3 separate regions of the Pan troglodytes genome follow, and all the other regions are linked to region 1. A link is a contact called in public HiChIP or PLAC-seq data. All regions are on one chromosome and are shown on one strand. Each heading gives the region's core, a stretch centred on a gene start, on an enhancer-like site or on the middle of the called end of the contact. The rest is flanking DNA. Distances are from core to core; before and after follow the strand shown. Region 1 holds the start of RNASE4 (ribonuclease A family member 4). Region 2 holds the start of ZNF219 (zinc finger protein 219). Region 3 holds the start of NDRG2 (NDRG family member 2).

Region 1 (5,094 bases), core at 706-3,205:
GGAGTGAGGGCAAGGACAGGGGACCAGTCTCCTGAAGGAGTCCCCCTGTCCCGGGTCTTCGGCACTAAATGCCACACACGTCCATGTGAAGAGACCACCAAACAGGCTTTGTGTGAGCAATAAAGCTTTTTAATCACCTGGGTGCAGGCAGACTGAGTCCAAAAAAGGAGTCAGCAAAGGGAGATAGGGGTGGGGCAGTTTTATAGGATTTGGGTTGGTAGTGGAAAATTACAGTCAAAGTGGGTTATCCTCTTGCGGGCAGGGGCGGGAGTCACAAGGTGCTCTGGTGGGGAGCTCCTGAGTCTCATTGTCCGGGAGAAGGAATGTCACAAGGCTAATTGATCAGTTAAGGTGGGGCAGGAACAAATCACAGTGGTGGAATGTCATCAGTTAAAGCAGGAACTGGCTATTTTCACTTCTTTTGTGGTTCTTCAGTTGTTTCAGGCCATCTGGATGTATATGTGCAGGCTTGGGATCAGAGGCCTGACAGCTCCCTAATTTGCTTCTAAATATTCTAAGGGAGAAGGAAGAGCTGTGAGAATTGTCTTTGAGAGGAATCATTCTCTCTGGAGTAAATGAGACAAATCTTCTGTGTTGTGGTCATGGATCTGATAGTTATTAGTCTTTGACCAGAGTTTATGAGGTTATTAAGGTGCATGCATGTTTATAAACTAGAGAAGAATTTAAAAATCGGAGAAAAAGAAATAATACCATAGCACAGTCTTCTCAGGTACCTTCAGTTTAAGTCCTTTATTACAAGGAAAACATAAAAAATCTTTCAATCAGTAAGAGCACATAAGTCTTAATGATCTAGTACATTTTTTAGTACTTTGACTTACTAGGGTGATTCAAAGTTTCAGGAAAAAGAAAATTCCCAGTATCATTTTCTTAATCTTATTCAACCCAAACATAAGAATGCCAAAAAATACAGAGCTCACATTTTGCTGGCATACATTTCCAAATTTTTAATGCCTCCCTGACAGGTGAATTTTAAGGATAAAAAAAGCAGACACTTTCAAAACATTCCTTGTGATGAAGTAGAAAAAGCCCTGGATAAGTGGCCAGCTACACTGGATTTTTGTCTCAATTCTTCCATTAACTTTATAGTCTTCAGCAAATCCCTTAACTTTGAGCTTCTATATGTAGTGACATCATTATAAGTGCTGTGGTATTAAAATGTGATAAACATAGATGAAAGCATTTTGAAATGTTTGAAATACTACATAAATATACATAATAACTAAATTCCACAGGATAGGATCTGAGAGAGCTAAGCTGACCAGTATTATAAAAGGAAGCTTATTACAGAAAAGCCCAGCCTCATTCATTATAGGTTTATGTCTCCATTTCTCTTTGGTGCAATGTATTTAATAGAATGAGTTATATAGAGAAAAAGAGTAAGAAATGAGCTGAGGAGACAGAGCCTGGGACAGCTCAAATGCATTACTCACTGCTATTTAAGGAGTTAAGTGTAAGGTCAACCACTCGCGATAATCCCTACACGGTGGCATCTAACCGTCAAAGTGCACAGGCACCTGTGGGTTACCCTCACAGGCAATGACAACACGTCTAGTGCTCGCCATGGCCCGATATCTGCAGTTGGGTGCCCTGGAACTTCCTGTGTCCCTGCAATCTGTGACCTTCACTACACCCTCATGGCAGTTCATCTTGCCGTTCTTGCATTGGATATTGGTGGTGCTGCAGATACTACGAATGTTCCAGATATCTTCATGGATGAAGGTGTTGAAGCGCTTGCAGTGATACAAAGTCATCTTCCGTCTTTGCATCATCAAGTTGCAGTAGCGATCACTGCCACCTGTCTCCTCAGGGTGCACGTGTTGCCGCAGGAATCGCTGGTACATGCCATCCTGGCCATAGGAGGGCTGGACCAGCCCCAGCCCCAGCAGGGTCAGCAGCAAAAGCAGAAGCAATGAATGGGTCCTCTGCAGAGCCATCAGTATCTTAGAGGTGCCTAGAAAAGAAAGCAAGGGGCAGGAGAAATAAGGTAAGAACTGGGCACTGGAAAAAGGTGTTGAGAATAGTAAGCTGGCATCCTGACTCCATAGTCTCCTCTTTCCTCCTTCTTATATGCACCATCTCCCCACTCATCTCTGCTACTTTTCCCACCCTTGCTTCCTCAAGAGTGAGTAGTTTGCAAACATGATCTTTTCTGAAAGCAAGACCTTTCTCATTTACAGAGAGAAGTTGCTGTAGCCAGTACAATGACACAGGGCAGGGACTGACTGCGTGGCTGCCAGGCTTGTGTGGTCAGAGTATAAAAAGAGAGAAAAAGGTGAACCTACATGAAACTGCAGTTGTGTGTCTCTTGGGGGAATTCCGTAGGTGTATGATCTTTGGGGAGTGTTTGGTTCCCGGGAGGCTCCAATTCCCGACAGTTTGGATGGACTCAGGATAAGTCACAGAAAGTTTACAAACTACTTTTAATACCTTACATCTGGGAATCTAGGTGGAGGAAGAGGACAGAGGAATATTTAGGCTTTGCCTTTCCTCTCATATGACTTGTTTTTCTTTGTCATTAATTTTATTATTTTTCTTTTCTTTTTGGTCATGTGGCTATTATTCTAATTTGATTTAAAATCTATTCTAATTCTAGAATAATATATGTTATACATTAATTTAAAATGTATTATTCTAATTCTAATGTAAAATCAGGTCCTTTTGGAAATCCTTTTACTTCTATTTAAAAAAAAAAAGCAAAACCAGAGTACCCAGATACAGTTCTTAGAAGACAGTTGATAATAGCTACTGTTTGAATGAACTAATAAGTGAAATGAGTAAGCTAATGAACAAATGCAATTAAATGGATAGAGTAAAGGTGTTTCCCAGGCTTATGAAATTGACTAATAAGAGAAGCTAAGAAATGTTTAAAAAATAAATTTAAACAGCACAATATCCTCAAAAGAAAACTTGGATTGTGTCTTCTTCTCCTTGCTGTTTCTATGAATAACCTAAAAAATCTAGGCCATGGAGATACATTGCTTTGTCTTGCATCTATTCTTGATGTTCCTCCTGTCTTGTCAATAGTTGTTGGTAGCTGTCTGTCTTCTCTGGTTGCAGCATCATTGTGTTGTCACCTCTTGGCAATGAAAAATAAGCATATATTTTATAGCATTAAAAAAAAGCCAGAGCAGCAACAAAAAAAGCATTGCCATGTAGTTTCAGAACATTCATTGCTTTCGTTGACAGATTAAAGAAAGGAATCCAGGCCTATCTTAGTCTACACCCTGTGGTCTTTCCACTATCCTCTACTGCCTCTCTCATCCCACGCCCCAAATATTCAGGATATCAAAGACATTTATGCTCAGAATTGCTACTTCCCAGCAGCAGAGTTTAATCAAGATTGGAGGTGGACTCACTCACCAACTGACTAGCCAGATGCTGCCATCTGGCCGTCACTCCTGGAATTGATGTGAATTGTAAATCGGCTTGATTCTTGCAGTGTAGCAGGGCTGATTCACTACAGCAAAGAAAAATCATCCCTGATTCAATAGGAAGTGAGCAACGCAAATTAGCAAGGGCAATGTTTTGAGAGTCAGGCAGCCCAACTCTGTATGTGCCGTCCAAGGACTGACCCCAGTTGAGCTCCTAGTTTGATGTATATGGGTACTATTGTCTTTTGATTTCAAATTCTCCTTCGTAATGGTGGATCACACTGTGTGAATGACTGAAATGGCTTCCAAACGACCTGTACCTTACTTTGTTCTGCTGAAAGGCTACCTTTTCATTATTGATAATGAAAGCAGTATCAAACATGGATATTGTTCTTTTAAATGCCATCTCCTATATCCATAGCCATCTTTTGCCTTTGCACATAAAGATATCAAGCTGTATGTCATATCTGTGTGCCTGCAGCTGTAGATGTGAGATACAGTGTTAGGAAGAGAGGGAAGTAAAGAGATTGTGGGAGGAAGGGCAGATGTTTGATTTCCTTTTTGCCCCAAGAACAATGCATACAACTTCTGAAGGTATACTTAGTACTTGGATTATAGCTTCAGCAGATCAATATACTTTGGTTTGCTTTTCCGGTGGCACCTCGAGTTTCCATGGTTTTATCTACTTTCTCTCATCCTGATTCTTTGTGACCAAAAATATGGTTTAGCAAGATAACTAGCTACAGAGAAAACCTCACCTATGCATGCGAGAGCAGACCCAGGACGTCAGCTTTTCTACACTACTCAAGTAAACAAGACATAGAGAAATATTTGAGGACAGCAGGCCAGTGTGGATACCAATGGGTGCATCTCAAAGCTGTAGCTACAAGAGAAAATTGAATGATCTCCACATCATCCCAACACACACTTTTGGGTCAGGATTTTCCCCAAACGCTTTCTCCATTGCACCACCCTGACTCACAGTAAGAACTTCTTTTGACACTGTGGTCTAAAAGACTGAGGCTGTGACCATGAGAAAATTACTTAATCTCTCTCAGCAGATTTCCTCATAAGCAAAATGAGCATGTAATACCTACCTCTTAGGGATGTTATGAAAAGAAAATCAATCTAAGTGCCTATAACAAGGCCTAGCACATGGTAAATGCTCAGTAAATGTTGGCAATTGCTGCATTTTTTTTTTTTACCACTTCCATTTTTCTTGGTTTCCTCTGCTTCTGTCAATCTGGATAAAATAATGAATGACTACAGAGTTGCATATATTATTGACTCCTCTTTATTTCGTAGAGCTAACTGTATTCTCAAGATATTGGAAGTCTGTTTTTAAACTATAAAATATCTCAGCTACTAGATTCCTAGAAAAATTTTTCTTCTCCAAATTGCATGGAATTTTCTTCCTTGCATGTCACTATTCTTCAAAGCACTTAGCATTTTGGAGTGTTCCTTCTTTTTCCTTGCAAAGCCAACAATCACAGCTGACCAGTACTTCAATTCTTCAATTGATTCACTCAGGATAAAATGACCTGCCTGTGACTTGACATTTTATTTTAAACAGCTTGTGGTTGTGATAGAACAAGAGGCCCAGACCAAAAAGGACTAGGAATGCTTGCTCAGCTGCCAGTACCATCGGCAGGTCAGGAAACACCCCCATCCCACTGCCATGTGATTTCCTATGAAACAGCCA
Region 2 (5,094 bases), core at 1,630-4,129, 350 kb before region 1:
CATTAATCAAATGTCAAATTTGAGGCAGCACTGGCTGGGCCCGCCAGGATGAAGGGTGTGGACGCAGAGCAACACACCCTTCTGTTTTCTTGTCTAGACCCATTTTGTGTGGGCCTAGAATCCAGAAACCTGATGGGAGACTCTTCATTTCTTACTGAAATTAAGAGCATCCCAGTCCCAGGTGGCAAGGGGCAAGAGACTGCATTCTTCAGGCCGAGCAGGCGCGGTCAGCTTCAATTACCCCTGGGTAGTTGGGTTCACTGAATTTGGTGGCTCCTGGCCAGGACTGCATAACAGACACAGAGGCCCAAGGGCTTGCAGAAGACCAGGAGGGGCCCTCCGCCTCCTGCCTCATTGTGAGGCCCAGGTTTCCAGCCAGGCCGAGTGTGCTGCTGCCCTCAGGGGCCCATTGCAGAGGAGGAACTTGGGGAGCGCCCCACACCATGGAGAGGAGAGTGTTTCCCCAACTAAGCCACTGCCAAATGCCATTACCTTAGGAAAGGCACTTTGTGAGACCTCAACCTGGGCAGCCAAGAGGCCACGAGATGGCAGCAGAGGACACATCCCTGGACACAAAACCTGAGCCATCTTGCCAAAAGGCAGATTCAGAAACGGAAAAGAGTTCATTTGTGAAATACTGTCAGTTGTCTATAATCACGTATTAAAAGCCAGAATAAATGACAGAATTTCAAAGAAATGAGGGTAAAATGTATTCACATGGAGAATTTCCCGACCACCAATGTGCCACAGCTGCATATGAAGCCACATATCATGAACTGGATTTCTTTAATGTTTAAAAGAATAGATAGGGGTCACGGTCTTTAAAAACTGACGTCAGCAGAAACCTTGTCAGTTTCTTCTTTCAGTGAAGTTCCCATTCAAGTAAAATGAGTGACCTCCACAGAGGCTGCCAAACTGATGAAGAAAGAGGCAGATACAGTGGTTGCTGGGAATCACTGCAGCAAAGCAGAACGCTGTCGTGGAGCAGCCCGGGACTGTGGCAATAGGCAGTGTGGAGGGGGAATAATGAGGAACACAGGACAAGTCTCAAATAGTCTTTGCTTGCAGCTGGCAGAGGATAATGCACAGGAAAGCGGCATTAGCAGCACTGGAACTAAATCCCAAATCTGACTTCTCATCTACTGCGCCTTCCATTGTTACATATTCCCTCCTCCCCCACTCCTCAGTTGTGACTAACAAATATGTCTCCAGACCTTGCAAAATATCCTCTGGGGAACAAAATGACCTTTCTCTGAGAACCAATGCCCTAGAGGGATATGATGAAAAAGGTTTTATCAGAAAGGTTTTAAGAATTTAATATTTAATCTAAGACTCTTGGACTTTGCAAGGTCTACATGAACTGTAACATATATCCAAAACCTGAATTCCTACTATGTTTATCTAATGCAGACTGATGATTGAAGAACTATAGCTGAACTGGCTCTTGAGTTTCAAGAAATTATCATTTAAACTACTTCTTACCTCTGCAGGCAATTTATTTTCAACCCCTGAAGTGGTTTATAGTTTTAAAGTACTTTTCCTTGTGTGATTTTATTTTAGCCTTGATACTCCAGTAAGGTAGACAGAATAAATATTATTACCATAACCTCCAAGTGCACAAAATGTAGTTCAGAGAGGTTTGACTTGCCCAAGCAACAAAATTAGAATCTAGGTTTCCTGAGTCCCAGTCCTATTATTTTTTTGAGGAAAAATTTCTAGTAAGAACTTAGGGGTTCATGAAACCAAACCAAAGAAGTAGGTATGGGCATAACTGCTGGAACAGATAAATTTCAACTGCTAAGCTGTTCAAAAATCACCACAAATTATTAATTCCATTTCTTTTTTTCTTTTTGAGACAGAGTCTCGCTTTGTCTCCCAGGCTGGAGTGCAGTGGTGCGATCTTGGCTCACTGCAACCTCTGCCTCCTGGGTTCAAGCAATTCTCCTGCCTCAAACTCCCGAGTAGCTGGGATTACAGGCACCCACCACCATGCCGGCCTAATTTTTGTATTTTTAATAGACACGGCCACCATGTTGGTCAAGCTGGTCTCGAACTCCTGACCTCAGGTGATCCACCCGTCTTGGTCTCCCAAAGTGCTGGGATTACAGGCCTGAACCACCGAGCCCGCCCAACTATGTTTCTTTTAATGAAGTATTTCTGCTTCCCCTCTCCTTGCAGGCATTGCCCTTCTGGCCTTCCTTAAGTTGGGTGTGGCTATATGACTTGCTTTGGCCATTGCATGGGTGGAAGTGACATGAATGTATCACTTCAGGGCAGCATTTAAGAGTCCATGAACAATTCTTCATGCTTACTTCACATTCTGAGGCGGGGGGGGGGGGGGGGGGGGGCGGCGGGGCGGGTAACCTTAACCTTCATAGGGACAGGGTAGGATCTCAAAATGGTGGCGCTCCATGAGCTTGGGAGGAAACATTTGCAATGAACAGAACCCCTTGCCAGCCTACTCTGGACACGTAGTATGAGAAATAAACCTTTGTGGTTTTAAGCCACTGTGGTTTTGGCATTTACCACAGCAGAGCCTAGCCTAATCTGACTGATAGAGGTTAATTTCCATGGTCATCAAGCTTCTCTGGAACTAGAATGCAATATCTAATCTGATCACATCACTAAAACCTGGAAAACAGAACAAATTGTTAATTTTCTTCCCTCAGCTTCCTCATCTACCACCACCTTCTGACTTTCAAGAAAATTATTGTTTTCTCGGCCCTGCACACATGAGCTCTCCATTATTCTGGCAATTAGACTGGGGGAGAGGAAGAAATGCAGAAGGCCTAGATCTTTTCTCCATTCCAGAGCCTGATCCCAGAACTGTCCCCACCCACTAGTACTCACACTTAACCTTGTCATAGGAAGATTATTACCACTCTTCCATGGTGTCACAAACAGAAAAGAGCTGCAGCGGACGCCACTGCAATGTCAAGGCAAGGCAGCCAGGCCGCGCTCTATCCTCACTGGTGCCTGGCCCTGGCTAGGCCGGGAGAAGCAGCATTCTCTAGGGAAAGAAGCCTTCTCAAGTGGGAACAAAAATGAGTGTGAGGCGAGCAGCCATCCCGGGCACTATGTGAATTTGGGGTGAGTTCTCTTGGTACTCCAGCTGTGGTCAATTTCTAGTTTCTAGCGGCCAGCAAGCTGCCCAGCTGCTGCTGCTAGTGGGACTCCCAGTTCTCCCGGGCTTTTCCCAAGCCCAAGCGAGCCTGTCATCTTTGCACACTTGCAAAGGTCGTCAACGGTGGGGGTGAACGCAGCCAGAACTTCAGCAACCCGACCGCAGCCGAGATCAAAGGTCGGCGGGTCAGCCCAGAGGCCAAGCCTGCGCAGTCCCGCTCCCGCGTTGGAGATAAAGGGTGGCGGCAGCGCGGGCTCGTTACACCGGCGTGCTCGCAAGAGGCGGGAAAGCGTTAGGGAGAGACGCGGGTCGCAGCGTCCCTCCCTCTGCCTGCCCTATCTACCCGCCTGCCCAGCGAGCCTGTCCATCTTCAGCGCCCAGGCCCTAGGGGAGGGGACGAGAAAGGCCCCGCGCTTCTGACTCATCATCTCCAACCCCTTTCTCGCGCGCGCTCCAAGTCTCAGGACTTCGGACCTGGGCCCTCCTGCGAGGGGGTGCGGCGACAGCATCTGGGAAGCCCCAGCTCTGCCAAGCGTCAGCTCCGAGCCCTCGCCAGTCTCTGAAGCTGCCAGCGCAGGGCTGGGGACCCAGATCCAGCTCTCTATTGCAGTGGCTGGGGGAGCGGCACGCCAGTGCAGGACCGCCCGCCCGGCTCCTCCCCGAACGCGGGGCCAGTGGTCGCGTCCGAGAAAGCGCCAGGCTAGGCCCCGACTTCCCCGCCTCGCGTCACTCAGCACATCCAACAGCGCCCCTACCGCGGAGAGAAGGCTCTTTATTTCCTAGCCGGTCACGGGCTAGCGGGGCATCCTGGGACTTGTAGTCTCCGCTACAGTAGAAAGGAGATGGATCGAAAGGGGAACTGGGGCACTCCTGAATTGGATTCAGGGAGTTGGCGTGTGCAGGGTCCGGGATTTGGAGTGGATGGGATTATGAAAGGTGGACAGAAAAGAAAAGTGCGATGAGGCAAATGTGAAGCTGTATGGGGAGGTGACAGGAAGAGAGGATATGGATGGAAGGGAGAAAGCAGCTTTTCAGGGTGGTGAGGTGAGAATATATTCTCGTCCAGGTGTATCTTCCCCTAACAAGGAAGGAACGAAAAAAGGGCCTGCTCTGAGTGAAAACTGAAGGCACTCCCGGACTTCCTATTGGACTCGAAGGATCCCAGCAAGCTTCTGAGTTTGGTGGGGTGGGATGCAGGAATGTCTGGAGAGCATTCTCTCAGGGTGGAAGGAGAGCAGCACGTGTCTGTTCCCGCTGTCCCGCCCTCTCATTTGCTCCTGTGCTGGCCACCGTGGGACCATTCTCCAAACCAGGAACCTCTTCCAACTCAGAGAAGCCCTGAAAACCAGAGACAGGTGTGAGCAAATTGTAGAGGTGAGAAAGGAGAAACCCCAGACAGAAACAACTGCTTCCTCCTGCCCAATTTTTTATCCTGTTTCCCATAGTCCTGCCAATATTTAGGCAGCTTCCTAATGCTTTCCCACTCTTTTAACCTCAATCATTTGGATTCCCAATTCCCTCTTACCCACCATTAGGGGAGAAATGTTCAAAGCCAGAGAAAGCCAATCAGTTTCATTCTAGGACCTCTTCTTTTCTCTCCTGCCCCATTGTTTTCCCTTAAGTGCCACTGACCAGGATAGCCAGTGGAAAAATTAGTTGGCAGCTAGCTATTCGTGCTTTCTTCCCTTCCCCCATACCTCCTGCAGCTCTTGATAGTGCAGACTCTGGCTCCTGCAGCATCCTGGTTTCCTCTGGCTCAGCAAGAATAGGGCGTGCACTGAGACCAGCACTCCCCCTAGGGTGAAGGCCTCAGCACTGAGTTCCAGCACCAGCAAGCCGGCATGCTGCAGGTAGACAGGGCTGAGAATGCAGGGACCCCGCACCTGTTTGCCCCTGCCCTTTTCCCTTCCCACCTCCTCTTGCCTCCTTATCCTCCCACCTTCTCCTTCATTGACCAGTACCTGGGAGGA
Region 3 (5,094 bases), core at 1,842-4,341, 270 kb before region 1:
ACTTGGTGTGGAAGGAGCATAGTCCCTGGAGAGGAATGGACCTGGGTGGGGAAATGAATCCTAGATATGTCGTTTACTAGCTGAGTGGACTTGGGCAACTCACTAACATTTCTGAGTTTCAATTTTCTCATCTGTACAGTGAGGACGATAACACTAACCTTACGGTATTAGGGGATAATATATGGGAAGCTACTATTCAGTTCTCCAAAGTAACCTGAATGTTTCTGCCTCCAAACTGTCCTTCATGCTCTCTGCCTGGATAGAATGTCCCTCACTCCCACTCAAGTATTCCATGGTTGCACTTCTCATTTTGGTGGTTCATCCTAGGAACAAAGCCCTTTTCCTTCTCTGAATTATAGTAAGATAATGATTTCTAGACTGTGGGCCACAGCCTCCTGGCGTGAGGATTTCTGAAATCTTGCAAAGGGCCCTAGAATCTGTATGTATAAAGAGTGAGTGTGAACTGAGTAAATAATATGCCTTGCATGTGTAGGTATTACTGCATTTACAGATGTTGTGACAGAAACTTACTTCAAAGTATTGATGAATTCATAGTTTGTATTTTCTCCATCAGGGGATACTAAAACTATTATGTGGGGTTGGAAATCTCTAATCTCCCACTTGAGAAGGGTGGGAAACTACTGCTACAGGACTTACTGTCCAAATGATTGATCTTATATATAACTTGTCCTGTGTTTGTACCTTCTCTTGACAAATGTCAAAATGTCATTTCTCATCACAAATGTCTAGAGAGGGTGTGACCAGATGCACACTTTGAATTTCATCTACACAGTGGCTTGCACATAACAGATACTTAAAACTTTTGCTTACTTGAAGGTATAGTGTGAAGCTGCTCTGGCCAAAGGGAAAGAGTTTAGAGAGAGATTGTCCTTGCAACACTTACACCCTGGTTGGGCTGGGAGCTGCCCTGACATGGAAGAACCGTATCTTAGGGTAGAACCAGCCTTACTTCTGCCTGCAGCAGGCTGGGTGGGACCCCAAGGTCTAGGAAGCCAATGGATGTCAGTGGAAATTTCCCATCTCCTGCCTGCCCTGCGCCCCTGCGTAGGCCCCTTATCAGGTTCCCCCTGAGTCATCCTGACCCAGAGACGAATTTAGATGCTGGAACCTTCAGGTCCTTCCCTCCCCCACTCCAAGTAAGACGACTTTTGTCAAAGAAAAGCCTGCAGGCAAAAGTTCTCACTCGAGGCTCTCCCTCTCCCCAGGTTCCTCTGGTGCTGATGAGATCTCTCCTGTCTTGCGCACCTTTGGCTGTGACCCTTATTCCAGCAGGCTTTTCCTTGTCCAGGAGAGTGTTAAACTGGCATCCAGAGGGAAGAGGGGACTAGGAGAGGAGCCAGGGTGCCCAGCTTCTGTGCCAGTTTCTGGGGAAAAAGTTATAAAGGGAGTGGGAGAAAGGAACAGAAGAAAAGTTGGGTGCTCCAAATTGGGGGATGTAGGGGGAGCTCCTTAGATTTGGGGTTGTTGAAGGCTGGGTTTTAGCCCGACCAGTTTTCCTACTGTGGGTCACCTCCTCCCTCTTGGCCTCTCCTTCTTTCCAGTAGACCCTGCCAAGTGGGGATGAAAGGGGCATTGATGTTCCTTGGATGGGAGGGGTATTGCGGGTGGTGAGGGTGGTGGTGGGAGGGTGGTTCCCAGGCAGGAGGGGGCAGGGAAACTTGGGGGTCTTGGGGGGGCAGTCGGTGCTGGTGTTGCAGTTGGCAGCTCAAGTTCCATTGGCCATTGTTCCTGACTGGCCTGGCGCCCAGCCCCCGAAATGGCAACTCAGGAACCAGTCTGAAGGGGGTTGGGGTGGATATGATCCTGGGATTGGGGGAGCTACAAGGGGGGTAGGTGGGGAGAAATTCAGTCAGGCTTCCTTTTGCCTAAACGACTTCGAATTCCCTTAAGCCACATTATCTAATCAACTAACTCATTCCAGGGAGCCTTCCTCTGAGGGGCACAAGGAGAGCTCATTCCAGGGTGTGTGTGTGTGCGTGTGCGTGTGTGTAAAGTCTACAGTGGCAAACCCACTCGGGCACCGAGAGGGACGCGGCAGACCCTGAGACCATCCCCTGGGCATTGCGATTCAGCGGGCCTGAGCTGGTCTCCTTTTCTGGGCCGGACTGGGAGGGGTTAGCGGCGAAGCCACAGGGTCTCTTGGGTCCCAGCCCGGGACACTGCGTCCTCCCCAAGCCCCTACTCCACCCCCGCAGGGTTAACTCCGCCCCTGCGCCTGTTTACCCAGGAGTCAGAGCCTCTGGGGGTCCCTGGCCCCTCCCCCGCGCCCCTTGAGGCATTGACCCCAGAGTCCCTGTTGGCCATCCTCTCCCCATCCCCCGCCCGCCCGCGATCGCCCTCTATTTATAGCGGCCCCCCGCATTCCCCGCCCCCACCTCCCCGCCTTGTTGTCCAACTTCTCCCGGAGCAGCCGGAGAGCAGGCGTCGGGACGCAGCAAAGAGAGGAGAGGTACCAGGACTGTGGGCACGAGGGAGTCGGAACTCCTGCGCCCTCGACGTTCCCCCGTGCCCCCTTTCGGCGCCAGCACACCTGCCCTTGCCAGCCGGCGAGACCCCCGCCTCCTCAGCGGCGGTCCCGCCCACCTCCTCCTTTCTTAATCTAGTTCTCTGTGTTCGGGCGGGGGGAGTCGAACTCGTGGGGTGTCAGTATCCCGGGTTCGTCTCCCCACTACCGGTTCCCACCACTGAGTCTGGGGGCGAAGGAAGGAGCCAGAGTGCGAATTGCAGATCCAGGTCGTGGATGGGGGCGGTGCTGAGGGCAGCCGAGGGATCCCTCGCAGGGCTGAGGGATCCCCGCACTCCCCGCACTCCCCACACCGCCCCAATGCGGGGAGGGGGTGGTGGAATGTTTTGGTGAACCGAGCAGAGCCTGGAAGCGTCCAGCCGCCCGCCCCTCGCCCCCCGGCCCCAGCACAACCCTTTCCTGAGCGGCAGTCTGGGCGGGGTGAAAGGGGGGGCGTGTTTACCGGGGGTCTGGGGCGGGTCTGCGGGGAGCCTAGCGCCCGTGGGCGGGCTGGGGCGGGCCGGGGGCGGGTCTGCGGGAAGCCCGAGCCGGGGCGGGCCCGAGTCAAAGGCAAGTGAAGGTGGAAGCGGCCGCGGCGGCAGCAGGTAGGGGGAGGGGCAGGCGAGGGGCCGTAGGGCCTGGAAGGCGCCAGCCGGGCCGGTGGGCGGTGTGATTGATCCGCGTCCCCTGGAGCTGGAGGCTCGGGGGAAAGGGCCAGCACGGAGGGGGCGCTCGGTTGCTGCGCACAAAGGCTGAGGCTCCAAGAGCGGCAGGGCGTGTTTGGGATGCGCGCGAGGTTGTGTGCAAGGTCCGGGGCGCTTGGCACCGGCCACGCAAGGGTGTCAGTCTCCACGCGGACGGGCTGCGTAGGGACTCGTAGGGACGGGTTCCGGGTGCTGGGCCCGGCCGGTCTCCTCTGTCCTACCCATCCCTTCCCGATGGCGCTTGCCTTCGCGGGCCGTCGGGGGAGAACGGGAGAAGATTGTGGGACCGCTCTCCTCTCCCTTTCTCCACTCGTGGGACCTACACGGAGACTGAGTAAAGGAGAGAAGCGACGGCACCAATCTTTGTGTTTGTTTTTAAATTGTGGAGGGAAACAGCCATGCTCTGCTACCCTCCTCTTACTGGAGAGCTGTCAAAAATTTTGGGGATCCCCTATTCCCCCGCGTTTAGTCCCCCCTGCAGATAGAAAATTGAGGCCAAATGTAGTAACTAACTGGGGCAAGGTCACACTGGGAGTGGCAGAGCCGGGATTCGAATCCGGAGGTTCTGACAGGGCCACCCTCTTACCTCCACATCAGCACTTCCTTCTCTCCTCCGGGCAGCCTGAACTGATGCCCTTGTAGCCTATATTGATTCCGGCTCGAGCCTAGAGAGGACGTGTTCTCTGGACTTAGGGGTAGACAGACACTGGGGAGGGTTAGTGACCCGAGGAGGTTGATGACCCTGGGAGTCTGGGTCTTGGCTGAGGCTTTCCGTCCCTAAAAGACCCCAGGTCTGTCTCCCATGTCATTCACCTCGTTGCTGTGTTTTCTCAGACCCCAGAGTCAGAAGGAGTGAGAACCCTGACCCCTAATCCCACTGCATCCAGCCAATAGGAGCCCAGTAAGTGACCCCACCCCGCAGGCTGCAGGCTCCTTCCTGTGCAGGTCTGTCCAGGTGCTCTGCTCCTCACCCACTAATGTTGAACTTGCGGAGTTTATTCAGAGTTGGGAGGAAGAGTCTTGGGAGGAAGGGAGGCATTGGGTTGGTTGGACAGATGTCCCTTTTATGTTGTTTTCCCCACCTCCCCCATTGGTCATGTTGCTTTGGTCATTTTTAGCCCCCTTTGAGCTGCCGACTTTGGGGCTTTAATTGAAGGTCATGGTCAATTGTGAACTCTCACAGTCCCGTCTTTTGGTACCCTGTCCTTTAGAATACTCAGTCACTGAGCTACAAGTTTCACTCCCTACCTGAGAGTGTGGGGTGGCCCCTAAATATAGCCTGAGAAATCTGAGCTACACTTCTGCCCCACCCTGGTATTTTGGTCCAGGGCAGAGGAGGGAGGGGGTCTGGAGGTGTGGGTGTTGAGGGTGGCAGTGGGGATGGTGAGTATCAAGAGAAGGGCTGTCCTGATTCCTCTTCCAAAGCTTCCACCGATCAGCCTGGAAACGGAGCTGGGGGCAGGAAAGGCCCTCTGTGTGTTCTAGAGTAGTCTTCAACCCCTGGGTCCCTCTGTTCCCTGCGTCTTCCTGTGCTGAGAGAGGAAGCCTGGTGTTTGAGGAGATGTGGGGATGTAGAGACAACTTCCCAGTCTCATTTCCTCATCCTGCCAGGCCACCATGGCGGAGCTGCAGGAGGTGCAGATCACAGAGGAGAAGCCACTGTTGCCAGGACAGACGCCTGAGGCGGCCAAGGTTATTAGAGACCGTTTGACTCCCATGCCCAAATTCCAGACCTCTAAGCATCCCCCTTGCCTTCTAACTTCCCAAGCCTACTGATCTTATTCTAACTCACACCACTGCTTCACCACTACCCTAGTCTCTCTCCCCATACACTATAATTGGGAGTCAGGACCTTGTCTCGTCACT

The links. HiChIP or PLAC-seq counts read pairs in DNA pulled down with a chosen protein or histone mark.
Region 2: an H3K4me3 HiChIP or PLAC-seq map of stem cell-derived excitatory neurons shows a contact between it and region 1, with 7 times the contacts expected there. The contact joins the promoter of ZNF219 here to the promoter of RNASE4 in region 1. A contact is called at or near these places in 1 of 7 Hi-C or Micro-C datasets (stem cell-derived neural progenitor cells) and 1 of 1 datasets of contacts at active chromatin or transcription factors (stem cell-derived excitatory neurons).
Region 3: a contact with region 1 is called in an H3K4me3 HiChIP or PLAC-seq map of stem cell-derived excitatory neurons, with 4 times the contacts expected there. The contact joins the promoter of NDRG2 here to the promoter of RNASE4 in region 1. A contact is called at or near these places in 2 of 7 Hi-C or Micro-C datasets (induced pluripotent stem cells and stem cell-derived neural progenitor cells) and 1 of 1 datasets of contacts at active chromatin or transcription factors (stem cell-derived excitatory neurons).

The regions. Positions count from the first base shown.
Region 1 is chr15:19,137,043-19,142,136 of NHGRI_mPanTro3-v2.0_pri, reverse strand. RNASE4 (ribonuclease A family member 4) reads right to left here and starts at 1,955. Exons shown (of 1, transcript NM_001009107.1): 1 at 1,512-1,955. The coding sequence starts at 1,955. The coding sequence ends at 1,512.
Region 2 is chr15:19,487,663-19,492,756 of NHGRI_mPanTro3-v2.0_pri, reverse strand. ZNF219 (zinc finger protein 219) reads left to right here and starts at 2,879. Exons shown (of 5, transcript XM_063792785.1): 1 at 2,879-3,090. TMEM253 (transmembrane protein 253) reads right to left here. Exons shown (of 8, transcript NM_001246441.1): 6 at 5,086-5,094; 7 at 4,822-4,968; 8 at 3,877-4,462. The coding sequence ends at 4,343. It also overlaps the pseudogene LOC104001964.
Region 3 is chr15:19,408,576-19,413,669 of NHGRI_mPanTro3-v2.0_pri, reverse strand. It overlaps NDRG2 (NDRG family member 2), which reads left to right and starts at 3,091. Exons shown (of 15, transcript NM_001195153.2): 1 at 3,091-3,129; 2 at 4,840-4,920. The coding sequence starts at 4,846.